Linked DNA regions of Pan troglodytes: region 1 is linked to region 2. Evidence: chromatin contacts called from public Hi-C data. All regions are on one chromosome and are shown on one strand. Each heading gives the region's core, a stretch centred on a gene start, on an enhancer-like site or on the middle of the called end of the contact. The rest is flanking DNA. Distances are from core to core; before and after follow the strand shown.

The links. Hi-C and Micro-C count contacts between places; a contact is called where the count stands out from the background.
Region 1: a contact with region 2 is called in a Hi-C map of stem cell-derived neural progenitor cells, with 3 times the contacts expected there. The contact joins the promoter of ANKRD44 here to the enhancer-like site in region 2. A contact is called at or near these places in 3 of 7 Hi-C or Micro-C datasets (blood, a lymphoblastoid cell line and stem cell-derived neural progenitor cells), 1 of 1 datasets of contacts at active chromatin or transcription factors (stem cell-derived excitatory neurons) and 1 of 1 other capture datasets (stem cell-derived neural stem cells).

What each region holds. Positions count from the first base shown.
Region 1 is chr13:99,309,758-99,315,865 of NHGRI_mPanTro3-v2.0_pri, forward strand. ANKRD44 (ankyrin repeat domain 44) reads right to left here and starts at 1,658. Exons shown (of 28, transcript XM_063791430.1): 1 at 1,339-1,658. The coding sequence starts at 1,365.
Region 2 is chr13:99,186,523-99,193,393 of NHGRI_mPanTro3-v2.0_pri, forward strand. ANKRD44 (ankyrin repeat domain 44) reads right to left here. Exons shown (of 28, transcript XM_063791430.1): 2 at 1,001-1,084. Among named protein-coding and RNA genes, the nearest start is that of ANKRD44, 120 kb to the right of the region's middle. Within about 2 kb of position 3,944, at least 3 of the 24 cell types and tissues checked have an H3K27ac peak or open chromatin away from gene starts, as enhancers often do. A contact at or near this core is called in stem cell-derived neural progenitor cells and stem cell-derived neural stem cells, where this site is marked.

The DNA of each region.
Region 1 (6,108 bases), core at 408-2,907, 120 kb after region 2:
AAGGAAATCCTGATATCAACTTACACTTTTAAATGCTCTGGAACCAATGAGAACAAATACATTCATCACAAGTACCAGCTGCTCTTCTTACTAAATTTAACAATAACATGAATTTTAACTCAGTGATTTCCCCATCACCAACCCCGCCAAACACCTGTAAATATTTAGGAAAAACAAGCTAAAAAAACTGAATCTAAAAGGCAGGAGAACAAATCATTGCAAATCATTGTGGTGACGGACTGCACTTCAGTTGCAAGATGTTCTGGCTGGATACTAACTGGAGAACGCAAGGCAGCAGATGCAACCCATGGACAAGTTTGAGGTATTTAATACCAAGGGCTGGCAAGTCTGACCCTGTAGTCAAAGTCAAGATTGCCTCTCTGCCTACCAGGACCCCAAAACAAAGTTCCTTTCACTACCCACGAATAAACGGGGGTGGGGGTAGCAAGCCGTTTCCTTTTTTCGTGGAAAGAGCTGCAAAGAGTTTTGTCATGCAACTTGGTTTGGCGCCTGTTAGTGTCAATGTAAGAGCAGCAGAGTCCGCGAAGGTGGCTGTTACCATTCCACAGACCTGCGGCGAGGACTGTCAATCCGATTCAGCAAATAACCCCACCTCTCCAAGCCAGGACTCCAGAGCTGCCCTGTGTGGTGTCTCAGCAAGGAAAGCCAACAAAGCTGGTAGACACAGACAGACCGTAGCCCACCGCCTGTGAGTGGAGGCTCCGAGCCGACTTCACCACCTCCTCAGAGGGACCGGCCCGATACGAAAGGGCGGTCTCCAGGGGTCCCCATCCCGCACCACGCACACAGCCTGGGGCAACTAAAGAGGAAGTCGGATGTCACATCCAACGGATAAATAAAGACAGCCCGGCCACACAAGAGCCGCATTCCGGGCAGGACTCCTGCTAGGTTTGGGGAGGGGTCCCAGTCTGCGATCCTTTCTCCCTCTTCGTGCAGCGTCCTCCTCCCCGGGGCGCGGGCCGGCGGCGCCCACGCAACGCGGCGCGGTGCGAGTCCCGAGAGCACCTCGAGCCCCCGGCCCCCTCCCCAGCCCCGCCGGGCCCGCGGCCGCCGCACTCCCGCACGCCGGCTGCCCAGCGCCCACGGGCCCTGCCCCAGACTCGGGCGCGCAGTTCCGACGGCCCAGGGCGGGGACGGCGCGGCGGAGTGGGAGCTGCCGCCGCGGGCTCTCGGAGGCACCGGCGGCCGCACACACTCCTCCCCTTCGCCGCGAGTAAACAGCTCGCGGGCGCGCTCCAGCCGCGCCCCCATCCCCCCGCCGGGCTCCGCGCCGCCCCGCGCCCGCGCGTCCCGCCCGCCGGCGCCGCCGCCCCCTACCTGGTCGGTGAGTTTGAGCACTGCCATTCTTCCGCTCCTTCGCGCGCACACACATGCAGGTCCCCGGCCCGCAGATGTCACGCCGGGAGCCGGGGAAGCGGAAGGGATTGCCAGGGGAAGGGAAAAAAATCTGGCTCCCGAATTTGACAGCCCTCCCCCTGCTCCTCCTCCGCCGCCGCCTCCTCCCGCCGAGAGGCTGACACTGGCTAGTGGGGTTTGCAGCCGAGCCCGCCCGCCTTTCCACAGGAAGTACCGGCTGCTGCCAGCCGGGCCGCCACTGACATCACCGCGCGCTGGCTCGCTCGCCGCCCGCCGCCTGGGCCGACGCTGCCTCCTGCCGCCCGCAGCCGAGCCGCGCAGCCCGGCCCCCGGCGCTGCCCCCGCGCCCGCACCGGGCCGCCGCCTGCCTTCCGCACCTGCACGCGGCGCCCGGCCGGGCCGGCCCCGGGCCCTGGGCGGATCGCGGGCCTCCCTGACGGGTCTCACACATATGGGTGGGGAAGCCCGCGGGGACACACCCCGAGGGGGCAGGAAAGGCTCTCACTCACACGCCGTCCACTTTAACCGGGGAGATGGGATCACGCCCCCTTCCCCTAACCCAGAATCAGGTGGTGGCAGCGCTCCGAAGATCCCACCTCGCCAGGGACCGCAATTACGATGCTCTCTTTGTTTAATGCCAGGAGGCAGCGGACACATTGTGATTCTTTAGAGGGTGTTTGCCAAACATTTATGGGTGGAGGGAACAGAAGCTCTGGCCCTTCCACCTTGTTCTCCAGCCACTTTCCAGCTAAACACACACACACATATGCACACACACATACTATTGTTAAATTCAAACACCCTGGGTTTGGTTTTTGCTGGTGGGGGTGGAGTGGAGTTCCTGGAGAAGCAAAGCAGTCCTAAATCACCGAGTTAATGGGTCTTTTGGGTGTTCCCACCAGTCCTTACTGATCTCTACAAAATCCCAAGTTACCAAGCTCTTCAACAAATAGAAGACAGCTGTCAAACACCATGGGCTACAGATACAACGGGCATATTCGTAAGCATAGTAGCTGTTGATAGTTCTGGAATTTGGAGCAAACACTTATTCATTGAACAGCTATGTACTGAGTCCCTACCTTGTCAGGCACTGGCTAGGCACGGGAATAAACGGAGAGCATAAATAAGATAACCTGCTCTCAGAAGATGCCAACATAAACCACATAGTCTCTGCTAATGAATGTAATTACAAACTGAGATAAGGGATCTCAAGGGAAAACATGCTTCTGAAGTGAACCCACAACAAAGGAATCAGACCAGACTGGTGGGTGAGGGCAGGCTTCCCTGAGAAAGTGACAGGAGTTGAGATCTGGAGAAGGGATAATTAAGTAAGCAAGTGGAGAGGAAGTGCTCCCAGGCAGCCCCATGTGCCCCTGGCAGGCCATAGAGCAAACCTGTAGGGCAGCATTGAACAGCTTTGAAGAGCAAACTAGAGCTACAGAATTCTTTGGTCAAGACCAAACATCTACCTCTACTGCATATTCACAAACCAAATGTCCATTCTTCCTCCCTACTCTTAGAACCTCCCCCAAAGATTCCACATGAGACAGGAGAGAAAGGAGCATTAATATCCTCACATTTACCATCCAGCCACTGTGGTTGTCGAAGCAGCTAAATCTCAAATTTACCTTTATTAGTCTTATAGATTATAATTCAGATCATGCAGACAAGAAGAACCAAGGAACTTTGTTCCTGGCTTCCACTCCTCTGTTATCAATGTTGCATGGAAACAAACAAAAAAAATTCTAAGGCCTTTCTCAGACATACAACAGATTGTTTATGTTGCATCTATGAGTCAGTTCTTCACTGCTGTTATTGGTATGTCTATTTACTGAACACCCTGCATGGCTTTGTAAGTAAACTGAATAGGACCCTGCATTCTCTACTTAAATAGAGCCATCTTTCAGAAGAGTGATAACAAATGACTTAATTTGGAAGATTCACTCAAGATCCAATTTGATTCATCGCGGACATGCCTGCACCTAAGTTCCTCGGGCCAAAGTGAGGAGGCAGCAGTTTTCCACCCAATCAGACCATCATCCTCTTTTTGTAACTAGTATCTTTAACACTCCCCTTACTATCCTGAAAGGTAATTTGTGGATAATATTACCTACCAATACAAATTTCAAAAAAAAAAAAAACAGCAACAATATATTGTCCTAATTGTACAATAAAGGAAAAATTAAAGGAGAGTAATTTATAATGAATATGTATTTCAGTAGGTAAGTGGCAAAACACAACTCTCTTTGTCTTCTGACAAAACAAAGCAGTAAGATGCTTCCACCTATATGGAGAGGCTTTGTGAATGAGAGAATTACAAATGCAGACAGACGTGAACATATAGTGTTAGGAATTCAAATATCAAGATTGGTGTTGTCATAGGTGACCTGACTTTGTGAAAGGTTGAACAACTCGTGGCCAAGTTCCAAATAAAATAGGGAGCAGAAGATTTGGCAAAATTTATTGATAAGACTACACTTATCAGAAGGTCTGCTTTTAATGTGTTAGCCAGTACTTTGACAGTGATTCAAACACTTTGTTTACTTCATTAAATGAGACTCAGACTCAGCAGTTGACTATATTCGGTGAGCTTGAGAAGCCAGAATGCCCCTGGTATAATGTAGAGAAAGAAATCCAAAGGTTTGTGGAGATGGGAATGTTGGAATAATTTTATCATGTATAATCTGTACAGCCAACCCCTACATATTCCTGGAGAGCCAGATGATGATCTTTATACTGAAGCATTGAAAAATACAGGCCGGGCACCATGGCTTATGCCTATAATCCCAGCACTTTGGGAGGCTGAAGCAGGTGGGTCACCTGAGGTCAGGAGTTCGAGACCAGCCTGGCTAACATGGTGAAACCCCGTCTCTACTAAAAATACAAAAAATTAGCCAGGCGTGGTGGCATGCACCTGTAGTTCCAGCTACTTGGGAGGCTGAGTCACGAGAGTCGCTTGAACCCAGGAGGCAGAGGTTGCAGTGAGCCAATGACGCGCCATTGCACTCCAGCCTGGGCAACAAAGCAAGACTCTGTCAAAAAGAAAAAAAAAGAAAAGGAAAGGAAAGAAAAATACATTCAAGAGAGAACGTCAGAAAAACTCTCTAGTAGCTGGATATGATGGTGGGAGATGCTTTCGTTGAGATGGCTCCTTGATTTTTATATTAGTGGGATCCTGCGACAGCAATGGCCAAGTGGCAGCACTTAGCTGGCAGAGACAAGGTGGACACATTTACTGTAATGGACAGCAGAGACAAAGTAGTACTTAAAGGTCTTAACCTACAGGTATATCTGGCAGTGCCCTAGGTTGTCCTAGGAATGAAATAGACGGGCAGACTTTGGAAATAGCCATTGATCTTTATAACAGACAAAACTCTACATCTGCCACCTGAAAGCTCCCTTGAGCCATCAAAATGAAATTATCTTTCATTCAGTTTCCGTACCTAAATGAGTTCACAGACACAGAGCTCCTTGATTAAAAGGGAAGCTGGTCCCCTTCAGGAGGGTCTTGCAGCATTGTCATAAATATATACTACAAATCCTCATCCAAGCCTTATCCAAAGGAACCTGATGTATTTTTCTAGGCTGAGCGAGTACTGGGAAAAAGGAAATACCCAGACATTTGAGGGATCACTGACACTGCCTCTGAATTAATGCTAATTCCTGAGGATTGCAAACACCACTGGATCCACCAATCAAAATGGGGATCTATGGTAGGTGATAAATGAAATTTTTAACTAAGTATAAATCAGTGTGGATCCAGTAGCTCTGCAGACCCAAACTATAGTTATCTCCTCAACTGTTAGTTAGAATAGACATACTCAGTAACTAACAGAATCCTAACATCATTTCTCTGACCCACAGAGTGAAGTTTATTATGGTAAGACAGGCCAAATGGAAGCCTCTGGAATTTCCTCTTGATACCAGAATAGAAAACCAACAACAATGCTCAATCCCTGGAAATATGTAGAAATTGGTACCACCAGAAAAGACGTAGAAGATACAGGAATGATAATACTGTCACATCTCCATTTAACTCACCTGTTGGGCCTATGCAAAAGATCTTAGAGAATAACTATGATTTGTTATTAAGTTGTAAACTTAATCAAATGGTAATGTCAGTTGCAGCTGCTATTCTATATATGCTGTCTTTACCGCAACAAAGCAACACAGCCCTAGGCACCTGGTGTGCACTATTGATATGGCAAATGCTTTTTATCTATTTCAATTTTCACCAAAAGTTGTTTTCTTTTATATGGCAAGATCAACAGTACACCTTTACAGTCTTCTCTAGGGGATGTAAACACTCCCACTCTCTGGCATAATCTCATCTGCACAGGTCTTGATCACTATGTTAAAGACATCGAGCTGACTGGCCCTGATAAACAGGAAGTAACAAATATTTTAGCTGCCTTAACAACACACATGTGAGCCAGAGATTGGGTATAAACCCCAAGAAAATTCATCACCTTAGTGAAGTTTCTGGAGGTCCAGTGGTCTAGAAAACACCAGGATATTCTCTCCAACGTAAAAGACAAATTACTTCACCTTGTACCATCTACCACTAAGAAAAGAGACACAATACTTTCTGGGTATCCTTGGATTTTAGAGGCAATATGTACCACATCTGAGTGTGATGCTGTGACCCATTTATAGAGCAACCCATAAGGCTGGAATTTTTTATTAGGAATAAGGGGAGAAGAAATATCTGTAGCAGGACTTGATGACCCA
Region 2 (6,871 bases), core at 2,694-5,193:
GTATGTATGAACACCAAATTTGAATTTCATGTCATTTTCATGTGTCACAAAACATTATTCTTCTCTTGATTTTTTTCTCAACACTTAAAAAATAAAAACCATTCTTAGCAGGAGGCCTGCAGAAAAAAATGTATGATGTACCATAGGTTGCCAACCACTGCTGCAGGGCATGGGTTCCAGGGGTTCATCACCTTGGAAAAAAAATTGCATCTCTATTATCACTGACTTCTAATTGGAATTTAGCATTTCCTTCCACTATGAATGTAGGCCATAAACCACAGTAGCAAAAATCAGTAACTGTAATGCTGTCACCAGCAGAAATCACAGGTATGTTCATATAGCATTAGAGTTGTTGCAGACAACTCAAAATACTGATTATGCTCATCACTATTTTTAAATTATGCTCACTCTTAGATCTTCTGCTGTATCTGGTTATTTAACCAGATTTTTTTTTTTTTCTGAGGTAGGGTCTTACTCTGTCACCCAGGCTAGAGTGCAGTGGCATGATCAAAGTTCACTGCAGCCTCGAACTCCTGGGCTCAGGCAATCCTCCCACCTGTGCCTCCATCACTACGCCCAGCTAAGTTTTCCGTTTTTTTTTTTTTTTTTTTTTTTTTTTTTTAGAGACAGAGTTTCACCATGTTGCCCAGGCTGGTCTCAAACTCTTGGGCTCAAGTGATCTGCCCAACTCAGCCTCCCAAAATTCTGGGATTATAGGCATGAACCACTGCGCCCAGCCTAAATGTGTTATTTTTTTAAAAGCACATATATTACCATATCACAAAGTAGATTTTTAATATTTGGGTAACTGTATCTCAATAACTGATTTCCATTGTAACCCTAGATATTTTATTTCTTGTATAGGGTTTAAGAACAGTGTCCTGAGAAACAGTCTGGAGCTTTCACCAGATATCAAGAGTCCATGGTATATAAAAGGTTAAGAGCCCTTTCCTGCTCCAGGCTAACAGGGCCTGAGTAGCAAAACCACAGCATCTCTTACCAGAGTATTCACATCTTCAGTTTTATGGATGAGCATCCGGATCTCCTCTGGATCACCACTGAAGATTGCCTGAACCAATGGTGGCTGCAAACACAAGAGAATGGGAATCAGAACTAAAATTAATACATCTGATCACATACAGATGCAGATGGTGAGAAGATTTGTTCTTTAAAAGTTTATTCAACCATTATCAGTTGGCAGACAAAGATGAATAAGACTCAGACCAACCCTTACAAGAAGTCCAGTGGGGGAGATATTTACATAAAGAAATAACTATTATACAATCTGAAAGCCAGGCCAGATAGTCTCTAACCTGAACTATGAACTACAGTGAGTGTACCATGAATACCACCCATCACTGAAACTTTGATAGGCCCTTAAATCCCTGACAAGGAAACTACTAAATCTGTGGTTTTGTGCATACAATCCCTGTTATGAATTGAATTGTATCCCCACCAAAATTGATATGTTGCAAGCCCTAACCCCCAAAGCAACTGTATTTGGAGACAGGGCCTTTAAGGAGATAATTCAGATTAAAAGAGGTCATAAGGGGCGGCCCTGATCCAATAGGACCGGTGTCCTCATAAGAAGAGGAAGAGATACCAGAGCTCACGTTCTCATTCTCTCTCTCTCTCTCTCTCTCTCTTCCTCTCCTTCTCTCTCTTTCTTCTCTCTCACACAGGAGGAAAGGCCATGTGAAGACCTAGTGAAAAGGTGGCCATTTGTAAGCCAGGAAGAGAGGCCTCACCAGAAACTAACCCTGATTTTGGACTTCCAGCCTCCAGAACTGGGAGAACAAAAATTTCTGTTGCTTAAGCCATCCAGTCTATAGTATTTTGTTATGGCAGCCTGAGCAAACTAAGACAGTTCCCTATGATTCCTCTACTTCTTGTTAGACAATGTTCCTTGTTATCCTCAAATAATTCCATTCCTAGAGGATGCTAATGGCCATGTTTCTGGCCACTGGAACACTTTTGTGTCGATATTTGGAAAACCCTTGAAATCATTCCCAAATGCCTCCCATAGCTTTAGCCAACAAGTACTGTCTTAAACATGATTACATCTACTGCTTATTAAAAGTAAGTGGCACGATGGCAGTTTAGGGAAGAAGAGGGGGGTGTTACCAAGCTTTTATTATTGAACTCATCTACATTAAACAAGACCCCAGCATGCAGTAGAAGGATCTATATGTGTGATGGAAACACAACCAAAAGAACAGCTAGCTCCACTTGGGTAGGAGGCTGGGTGAAGACAAGGGTGTATCCAAAAAAGCTTGAGGAAGGCACCTTAATGAATAAATATGATTTGCTGACAAGGAAGGAAGACAAAGGAGGTACAGGTGTGCAAAGGTGTGGATGTGCAAAGAACCTGATATGTTAGTGACCAGAGTGTGGGGTAAAAGAGGAACAGTGGCAGGCTTTAGGGTTGATGTTGGGCTTGCCTGCATGGCAAAAAATGCTATTCAAAGCCAGTCTCACACTTGCTAGCCACATGCAAAGCCCATTTCTACGTGCAACTTGGGGGTGAGCATGATCATCGCTGCCTAACCTCCTCATGGGATTGTTATTAGGATCAAATGAGGTAGTACATGAGAAAATGTCCTCTAACCAGACAACCCTACATAGATGTTTTCATTAAGAAATGTTTCACGATGACAAGATGGAGTAGTTGATAATTTTCTTTTAACCTTAAGATCCTTGGTAATTATGCACACACACTCATGCATACACACACACACATTCACCCAAACTTCTAGAAATACCTTAGTCCTGGTAGTCGATTAGATGACAGCAGTTTCCCCAATGTGTCTGACCATAAGAATCACCGGAGATGCCTATTAAAAAATATAGTCCCAGATCCCTTTCCTAAGGATATAATACATTCAGGGTGGGGACCTGCAAATCTAGATTTTAACAAGTACCCATCAATTCTTAGGAACTGGTGGCAAGCACTGGCCTCAGGTGAAATCACTAGCGTCACATACCTTGACCTCGCCCTGTGATCTGCTGTTGGGAATGTGAGTTGTCATTTTCCCTATAAACCCTCTTTTCTCTTTTTATCCTCCTGTTGGCTTTCTTACAGGTTATGTTGCTGTTTATTGCTAGTTTGGGGGACCAATATAAGTACTATCAGTAAGACAGAGTAAGATTCCTTGAGGAAATACTATGTAAAAATGTCAAGGTGCAGAATGGATATTTCAATATGCCAGGAATTTGTCCATGGGTTTCTCCTCTGCCATAAAAATTCCCAGCAAATGAACATATATCTCTTTTTCTTTCTCCAAAACACCCTCTCAATTCTGCTTCTTGACAAGGTGTATGGATAGTTTCTGAAATTGCCAACAATTAAGTAGCAGGAAAGAAGTCTTGAAAAGAATACAAGTTTACTGCTAGTTCAGTCTTAGCTACTTACTCTGCTTAAAGACAGGCAGATCCTTCCACAGTCCCCCTAACTACCTGCTAACCAAGTCTCTGTTCGGGTTACATCTGCCCTGTGGCAAGGACCACATTTCACACAAGACACAGAGCCAGACACAAATTCAGGGTTTCGACAAAAAAAAATATTGAATCTTGTTTATCTGCTCCATAATTCTCCATCTGCTGTGCTCATGGCCAAATGCTCATGTGTGCATTTCTGCCTTTTTGGACCTTAAAAGAAAACAAACAACAAACCTCCACAACCAGAGAACGATAAGTAGAGGCAGTGTCTGACAAGATTTTCGTGTTAAATCAGGAGTAGTCAATCAACAGCTGAACAGTTAAGATTCCGGGGAACAAACCCAACACAGTAGTTAATGCACCACTACTTAGTCACTTTAAGGGAACACAATGAGGTGAGCAGAGTCTCCCAATTGCGAGTGTACGGAATACGTACATTCTGTTGCATTCACTCAGTCCTCACACTTCTGAAGAAAGGCAAGCATTCCAAGCTATGGCTGGAATGTTACCAAGGAGATGCATCCCAAAAAAGCTTCCAGAGAAGGGCGCCAGCACAGTCCCTCAGCAGGGAGTGGTGCCTCTGGGACTAACGCTGCTAAAAGCTACTTTATAGAGAATTGTCAAGGCACAGAATCCCCAGGAGCCATTAGGAAGAAGAGGCTGAGCTATCATTATAACTCTTCCAATACTGAAGTCACATATATGCATACATATGCACCTAGGTACATATGCATACCTATCTACACTCAGGCATGCATGCATAGAGACACATGTTGAGTCATACACAAACCCCTTCTACTTCCCGTGGAATAAAAAAGCAGCTGTTCTCCACATCTCAAAGCCTTGCTATATGGACATCTCTAGCTCAACTGTGCCATGTGGCTACCAAGACATCGCCTTCACAATTATGAATTTAAGCATCATGGGATTTCAAACTAGAACTTCACAGATAACGTGCTTTGCTTCAACTGAAGCTGTGTGTTTGTGTGGATATAATTACTGAATGGAATACGTAATGATTCTTGAGCAAGTAATATTTATTTTTTAAATATTATGACTGCTGCTTCTTTTTTTCTCTCCACACTCCCAAAAACATTCCCAGAGAGCACTTTGGCACTCCTTTTTGTTGGAATTTTAATGAGATCCTGCTGTTTTATTTTTCCCCAGGTAAACACTTAACCTAAGAAAAAATATTGGGGAAAAGATATATCTAAATAGTATATTATATGATGTTTAAGGCAAAGAATATTCTAATTACAATATTCTTGCTCATAAGTATTAAGGACACATATTCTGTTGTTCATTAATTTGGCAACTATCATAACTTTTGCAGCTTTTGTCTTAACTTAAAAAGGCTTAGAAGCAAAGTCCTACCTGCACAAGAGCAGAGTCCCAAGCCTTGGCATATACAGGTATTTCTTTTTAAAGTTTCACACATTTTAGCACTAGCATATACAACACGAGTGCTTTGTGTACAGTAGGGTACAGAGTTGAATAAATACAAAATTGTAACAAGGGTCAAAATTGAGAAAAACAAATAGTGGTAGGAAAAAAGGAGATTCAGATACCATGAAATCATTGATCATCATCCCCTAAAGAAATTTAAATTCCTAAGAGAGGTATGCAGTCTTTTTAGCTTCAATTGCTAGAATTTTCTTAGCATGCTTAGCAGCTGCAAAATGATTGTCAGTGCTGCAGATATTGGTGCAGTGCCTCTGGTAGATTCAGAAGACAGAAGGACACTTCCTGGGCCAAATTTACCAAAGGCACAAGTGGGATTTGTTGTTCAGATGGGACCTGTCCTTGCCTTCAAAATCACCAACAACTAGCCCCCTACTACCTTTCCAGGAGTGTTGACGGCTGCCTTCTAGAGGGGAATGTCTACCAAGCTGATGACACTTGACCCCTCTAAGATAGAAATGGGGAACAGAAAGTCCCCTTGATCTTATAAATTTTGTAGCTGAACTTGCTAACCCTTGGAACTGAAATCTAATCAGCCGAAAGCCACTTTCTCTACCCACATCCCCTATTGGCACATCCAATAAAATATTCTGTTTTTATTCTCACCCTGAAAACAAACTGGGAAAATACCAGACTTCCAAAAATAAAATGCTAAATCAAATATGTACTAGGGATAGTTATTCTCAAACTTTGAAGTAGAGTCAAAATTCCACTAGGGGGAGCAAGATGGTAATTTGTTACCTGGGAGGTAAAAGCAAAGGTTCAGGATGTGTAATTAAGGAAGTAAGGTAGTTGAAAAATCCACTTCATTAAAAACATAAAAGAACTCAAGCTTCTGAAAGAGTTCTTAGTCATAAGTAAACATGCACACCATGCACATACTAAAACAAACAAACAAAAAAACACCAAACACAAAAAATTCCTATTGATCCCTGAGGATCCAGGTTTTAGAAATAAGAATAAAACTATCTAAAACCTAGGTGCTAAGGTATCATTTTCATCATCTGTGAAATCCAATTCAATTATTATGTCAATTCCACGAAAAAAATATGCAACTGATGTCATCAGACACACCCTCCATTTAAGAATGAAGCCCATCATGGGTTCTACAAAGAGAGCCAAGCTAGTTTAGAGTATCCACTCCATCCGGCTATGAAGTCATCAATGCCCTCCCACATCCCGCAAAATCCCCTAATGAAACCACCATTTTAATTTTTGCTAAAACCACTGTATAGTATATTTCACTTTCCCTTTGCCAGAGTTGCATGCTCTGTACTAATGAATTGGCTTTGGAAGATAGGCAGAGTGACAGAGGCTGTCATTGAGCATTGGTAACTACAGTCAATGGTAATAAGCCCAAGCAGCATCCAGGGATGCTCCAGCATTTCATTCTAGATCCTGGTGTGTTGCTTGTGTTTTTCTGATTAGATCGGGAAAATAAAGACTCCAAGTCTAAAAGAAAAACATTTTGCATTCCAATCAGAAATGGGTGTTGGGAATCAATCAATAGCCAAGAAGGAAAAATTGATATTCCTAAACATCTGTCCCTCCTTGAGCATTCTGAGTACACATGTCATTAAAGTAAGATGGGAGTGTGTTATTAGTAGCTGATAGCTGATACAGCAATAATCTAGCCATATGAAGCCATCAACTTATATGAACAAGCGGAAACACTTCGTTAGGTAACAACTGTTTTTTGTAGGAGGCAGTGCTTGCACTTTTGCGAGAGGATAATAAAAATTTGTTCAAGTCACTAGATTTAATGAACAAAACCTGCTAACTCAATTCATGTGAGTTCTGCTGTGTGATCCCCTGCAAGGATTTCATTGAGTTCTTCCTGAATATAGATCACCCTTTACTTGAGAAGTTCACTCCATCCCAGAAAGATAATGATTATCATAAAATCAAAATCTGTTCCTCTTAAGTACCATAAGAACAATACAAGAATATACTGAGTCCTTATAAATACATT